2 separate regions of the Sus scrofa genome follow, and region 1 is linked to region 2. A link is a contact called in public HiChIP or PLAC-seq data. All regions are on one chromosome and are shown on one strand. The core of a region is the stretch at or near the end of the contact, and the rest is flanking DNA. Distances in the headings are between cores, read along the strand shown. Region 1 overlaps ISOC1 (isochorismatase domain-containing protein 1). Region 2 has its middle 92 kb from the start of CTXN3.

Region 1 (3,211 bases), core at 72-2,571, 1.2 Mb after region 2:
CTTGGAAGAAATGAGTCATTCTGTGACTCTGAAAGTGAACCAGCCGTCTCGAGGGTTCCCCTTCCTAAGATGGATCATTCGGAGACACTCCACACTGCCTGTTACGATTCTTACGCTAGGAGTTCCCGTCGTGGTGCAGTGGTTAATGAATCCGACTAGGAACCATGAGGTTGCGGGTTCCATCCCTGGCCTTGCCGTGAGCTGTGGTGTAGGTTGCAGATGCGGCTCGGATCCTGCGTTGCTGTGGCTGTGGCGTAGGCCGGTAGCTACAGCTCCAATTCGACCCCTAGCCTGGGAACCTCCATGTGCCTCGGGAGGAGCCCTAGGGAAAAAAAAAAAAAAAAAGATTCTTAAGCTAGTAAGATGTATAGTCACCATTATTGAAACTTCTCTGCCGGGATCTGTGGTGTGGGCTTTATTCCACTCACTTTTTTTGAGCACTTATCATCTGTCAGGCATTTTTCTTTCAACTTATAAATGTAGAGTAAATATGGAATAAAACAAAATAGAACCCTCTCTCTTGAGCCTGATGTCCTTGGCCTTCTGGGGAGTTGGTAGTGTTGCCTGGGAATTTAATGGGTTTAGTCCCCATCTGTGCCCCCCCCCCCAAAATTGCTGCCCTCTCTGAGGCTTGCCACAGTTTGTGTTCTTGCATTTTTAGGTTTGTAGTTCAGAGTCCCCTTTCCTTCCCTTTGGCCCAGTTGAACTGGTTTTACAAGTGTAACAGGAGAACTGGGGAAGCCTCTTAAGCCATGGCCCCATGTGCATGAAACAGCTGGAGTTTTAGTTGCCATTTTTTCAGCCAGGAGATACGATGATTTTGGGTCCCAGTATTGTAGGTGTCCTCATCGCTCAGGGTGGTGGTCAGGCACCTGCCGGGGACTGGAGAAGGTGCTGCTTGTTCTCTTTCCCCGCAGGCACTCTTTCAGGACGGGGCAGGGCAGGCACCACCTGGGAAGGTTTGTGAACTTGACCTGCAAACTTTGCATTCCTAGCAAAGGCCTGAGCCATCCCCTTCCCAAAACAGGTTCCTGGCTTGCTTATCTTTGAATGCAGCCGAATTGGCCGTGTCTCAGGCTTGAAGCTGAGAGATTTTGTGTAGGTTTCTATTGACTAGAAGGTATTTTCTTGCCTTCAGTGTCCCAGCTTGCGCCTAGCATCCCCCAGGATTGTTGGCTTGGGGTGGACCTGGCTCGGGTCAGCAGAGTGCTGTGGAGAAAGCTGGCTTCTTCCTGAGTCATCCCATTTCTCCCTCAGACCTGGCCACAGTTTGCTGTCCTTCCTGCCTCACGGTTACTGAGGCCTGACCTGTGTTAGCACATCGAAATAAAGCACTTGCACAGACACTGAGAGTGTGACTCAGATTCAGACTGACTCACTGCCATGTCCACTGACTGAACAAGGAGCACTAAGGAAGGCAGGGCCACCGGTTGGTGAGGGGGAGCCCTGGGTTTGAATACAGGACGTTCACACCAGGAGCTGCAGCTCCCCTTACATTTACTCCCCACTCTTCTGGCTGAAGCAAACAGACAGTCAGTCCTTTGAGATTTCTAAGGGTTTTGATATGAGAGTCAGGACGTGACTGAAAAGTCAAGAGGAGGCTGGAGTTCCCGTCATGGCGCAGCAGAAATGAATCCACCTAGGAACCATGAGGTTGCAGGTTCGATCCCTGGTCTCGCTCTGTGGGTTAAGGATCCACCATGGCTGTGACTGTGGTGTAGGCCAGCAGCTGTACTACCGATTCAGCCCCTAGCCTGGGAACCTCCGTATGCCGTGGATGTGGCCATAAAAAGCAAAAAAAAAAAAAAAAAAAAAAAAAAAAGTCAAGAGGAGGGAAATTAGTCTCCAGAAGTCTAAAAAACTTAAGAGATACCTTGCACTCTAGTATTTGTCCCAATGTAAAGACTACCAGCAGCCTTGCTTTTGTTCTTCCTCTTTCCCTGTAACTCTGCTGTTTCTTCATTTCTCGAGAGTTCTGTTCCGCTGCTCTGCACACTCTTCTGGTACTGGTTGTTGAGGCCCAAGCTTGCTTTCTGATAGGCAGTCTCTGTCCTTGGGGATGAAAAGGAAGAGTCTGCCGGGGGAAGGTTGGGCCCTCGGATCTACGGCCATCGGAAGGGTTTACTTTGACTCAGTTGGCATGTCCCGGTTATTCAGGTGACCCTTTTATGACGAGAGCCTGATCTGAGTCTCTTCCTCTGACTTGCCTAAGAATCGTGTCTGACCACCTCATCTTCTGCAGCTCTTAGAGTGGGCGTTTCTTGGGATAACAGTTGGTCTGTTTTTTTCCCCTCGGGTTTCTGATCGTTACATCCAGAAATGACTCCCTACTTCCGAATTCTTTTCCCGTCCCCATCCCCTACCCCTTGGCTCTGTTTTCTCTTCTCTTCCCTCCTCACTCCCTTTTTCCTTTCTCCCTTCTCCATACTCTTCCATGCCCCCCCCCCGCCCCCCTTGAGATTTCTGTCCTTTGGTCTTTATTGTGACTCCATTGGAGCAGTTTGTCAGGGATGTTCTTTGACTTGTCACTGAAACTCTATACAACCTTAAATTTGTTTTTTTGGCCATGCCTGCAACTTACAGAAGTTCCTAGGCCAGGGATCAAACCCATGCCACAGCTATATTTCAAGCTGCTGCAGTGACAACACCAGACCCTTAACTTGCTGCACCACAGGAGAACTCCCTCTAATGCCACCTTAAGTTTTAGAAAAACTCATGTTTAATGGTTGGAAAAAGGTTACGATGGTGGCAGTGGTGATGGTTCTGCTACCATCCAGGGTCCTGTTCTTAAACCTCACTCGAGGCTCCTCTCCCGCCAGCCTTTCTTCCTTGTGGGAGGGACGAACAAGTTTAATGTTATCTGTTCAGAGACAGGAAAAGGAAACTAGGAATCACTGTTTTACAGTCCTTAGCCTTGGTTTCCCTTCTGAGCCTGACACGTATGAGTCATAATGTTGGCTACCTGTCATCTTTTACTTGTTTACCCACTAACCGGTTTGTAGTGTGGCTAGTTTGAAATCTCTCCCCATCACTGAATTTGATGGTGTGGTTTTGCTAGAGGACACTAATCATTGTGTCCTGGCCTGCTTTTTGCTGTTTTAATATAGTGTTCATTCTCATGCTTCTTTGTTGATTCATCTTTATCTCTTGTGTTTTTTTTTTTCCCCCCCTAGCGTCTTGCTCGAACTGGGATCATAGTGACGACAAGTGA
Region 2 (3,034 bases), core at 305-2,804:
TTCTGCCAAGTAGCTCACAATTAAAAGAATCACTCTAAGAGCTGGGAAGTAAAAAATAGGTGTTTGTATGGCTCCCAGATCGCCTGCAGAATCACATTAAGTTGCAGGATCTGCATGTGTTATTTTCCTGAAGTATTGCCCCTGGAGGTGTCAAATTTGCATATAACGAAGTGAATTTAATTGGAAGTTGGCAATAGTGTGAGGAAAAGCAAAAGGTGATGTGCAAAAAAAAAAAAAAAAAAAAAAAAAAAAAAAAAAAAAAAAACACCTTAAAGGCACTGTCAATATTACACTTTTAATTAAGTTGAGTATTTTATTAGATTTGGCTGTCTCCACTCTTACTGTTGAAACAGGTTAATCAAATACAGACACTGCTCTCAGAGGATTTAAGCCTGAAATTTTTGCCTTTTCCAGTGTTTTAGTTCCTTATTCCTGAGCAGATAACAACTGTAACATCACTCCATTCAATCCTATGTTTAAATTCATAGATGTCTTTTAAAAATGTGATGACAGAAGGATAGAGAAAGGTAAGGGGAGCAAATGACCTTTCTAAAGGCTAAGATAGGAGAATATTTCTGAATGGAACACCTGTCTCAAACAATCAAACGTTTGTCCACTGGGTGCCACTGTCTTCCTTACCAGGCGATGCCACTTCATAGTTGCAAAAACAGAAATTGCCTTTAGTGGCCCAGACAGTGCTGTGTATGCGGGTGTGTGTGTGAAGGAATATGTTTTCCTGTACACATGCTAAGATTTGATTTATTTTATTTTAATTGGAGTACAGTTGATGTACAGTGTTGTGTTAGTTTCAGGTATACAGTGACATGATCCAATTATCTATGTACATACCTATCCATTCTTTTTCAGATTCTTTTCCCATCTAGGCTCTTACAGAATATTGAGCAGAGTTCCCTGTGCTGTACAGGAGGTCTTTGTTAGTCATCTTTTCTGTAGTTGTGTGTATATGTCAATCCCAAACTCCCAATTAAAGCTTCTTTTAAATACTATCGATTTAGGGTTGATGGAACGCTAGCTAGCTTTCACTGGTAATCCAAATCATTTTGTCTATCCCGTAGCTGGGCCCTGGCCCGATGGGTTGGCCTGGTGGGCTAGAAACAAGTGGGGAGGGCAGAAGAAATAGCAGGGACAAAGATTTGTGCTGGGACTAGGAGTGGAAGCTCATGGCATTGTCAACCAATGGATCCTGCCTTTGAGAAGAGGATAAATGTCAACCTTATCTGAATTTTTGCCTCCTGGCTTTGTTTCTTAGTGATTCACATAGAACTAAGGCAAATAGATGCCTAGGGGTTCACCTACACTAAGCATCGATTGGTCCTGGGCCTCAGGTAACTTAAACTTAACCTTTCTAGGGTCCCTTCTAGCAAGGTCTCTGTTGGTTCACTATGAAAAAGAAGAAATGTAGACATAATGAGGAAATAAGAAGAGGGTGGTGCTTCCTCTCTGAGGTCACACAGATGACAGTTCTTTGTTGGCCTCTTCTAGCTAACATTCTTTATTTCTCTGCAGTTGTGTCACTAGGGTCAAAATAAGAGAATTGTGAAATCAAGATAATTTACATTTCAGGCTTTTAATCTGGGCTGTGCACAGCTCAAAGAAGTAAGTTTGCAGCACGTCAGCAAAGAAAGGGATGTAAGAATCCCACTCTTGTCCTGGATATTAATGGTAAGCAATTCAGGACATTGCTACATTTAGTTAAAGAAAACACTTGATTATATTTCCTGTAGGTTAAGATCAGTGGGAGAAAATGTCTGGAAATTAGGTAGTAGATAAAAGACTAGAAGGAGGAACAGAAAATAAGGAAAAGTGTTAAGAAGAAGAAAAAAGAAGAGGCAAAAGGTCTCAGAAGCTCATAATAAAGCAGTTTTTGCCTGTGTGCTGGCTTCTATCACCAGCACACACAGGACGGACAAAGAAAGGGGCTCTGATAGGCTGCGGTCTATGACCATACACATGCCAAGAGATCTCACAGCCTTGGGGCTAAGAAAGTGTCAGAAAACCCAGTTTCACAATGAAGCAAAGACCCAGAGGTGCCCCAGTGCAGAGGGGCTCAGCAGGCCAGTTCCTGACATACTTCCTCTGGCAACAGTGTTGGCTCCGTGTCTCTCATTCATCACTGGCTGCTGGTTCCTGGCTCCCAGCGGCAGGCCCAGGAGAGCTCAGGCTTTGTTTCTGCTCCACCACTTACTTGCTTTATGACCTTGGCCCGTTCCCTTGGTCGCTCCCAGTCACAGCTGTCTTACGCACACTCAAGGGGGCAAACACATTATTGCGAGGACTGAATGACATAAGTGTATCTGGCTCTCAGTTAGGGTCTCCGTAAATGTTAATTTATCTCAATTCCTGCTAGTGGTCATAAAAGAACTATGTGAATCTCTGAGTCTTGTGTCATGGGCTAGGGTGTGTGTCTGCATTATTTGCATAAGTTTCCTTTTTTATTGGTCTCTCTCAAAGTGGTTGAAAGACAACCACATCACAACAGAGTGGTTACTCATCATCTCAGAGACTTTCAACCAGGAGCGGCCCCCCTCCCCAGCCCCCTTGTCCGATCTGGTTTTTCCACTACCTCGCTGTCTCTCCTATTCTTTCTCAGCTCCTCCTTTGGTAAAGGGACTTTAGTACTTTGACCTTCTTTCTTTCCACTTCATCTTTTAAGTCTTCTGTCTGTTTCTGCTCATTCTCTGATTTTGCCCAGGCTGAGAGCTGAATGGGCAGTGCTGATATATGACCTTTTCAGCGTTTTGCCAGGGTCAGGGGCAACTGGGGAGTGAGAGGAGTCTATGATCACTTTCTCACCAAGGAGGTGAATCCAAGAATGACCATGTAGTCAGAATTTGCTTCATGCATCTTCTGGATACTCTACCTAGCAAAATATTGGTTGCATACTACGTGGGGCATAAACACTAGCCAGGAAAGAGATGTCATGATTTAAAGTAAGAGCTGGGAGGTAGGAACCTTGGTGGGGAACTCGAATTTTTTTTTTTTTTCCTAACCATTGTTTTTCCCAAGTAGGGAT

The links. HiChIP or PLAC-seq counts read pairs in DNA pulled down with a chosen protein or histone mark.
Region 1: a contact with region 2 is called in an H3K27ac HiChIP or PLAC-seq map of alveolar macrophages. The contact joins two enhancer-like sites. A contact is called at or near these places in 1 of 47 Hi-C or Micro-C datasets (embryonic fibroblasts) and 1 of 2 datasets of contacts at active chromatin or transcription factors (alveolar macrophages).

Annotation. Positions count from the first base shown.
Region 1 is chr2:131,873,265-131,876,475 of Sscrofa11.1, forward strand. ISOC1 (isochorismatase domain-containing protein 1) reads left to right here. Exons shown (of 5, transcript XM_003123901.4): 5 at 3,174-3,211. Among named protein-coding and RNA genes, the nearest start is that of ISOC1, 18 kb to the left of the region's middle. Within about 2 kb of position 1,322, at least 9 of the 83 cell types and tissues checked have an H3K27ac peak or open chromatin away from gene starts, as enhancers often do. A contact at or near this core is called in alveolar macrophages, where this site is marked.
Region 2 is chr2:130,687,122-130,690,155 of Sscrofa11.1, forward strand. No RefSeq gene overlaps it. Among named protein-coding and RNA genes, the nearest start is that of CTXN3, 92 kb to the left of the region's middle. Within about 2 kb of position 1,555, at least 17 of the 83 cell types and tissues checked have an H3K27ac peak or open chromatin away from gene starts, as enhancers often do. A contact at or near this core is called in alveolar macrophages, where this site is marked.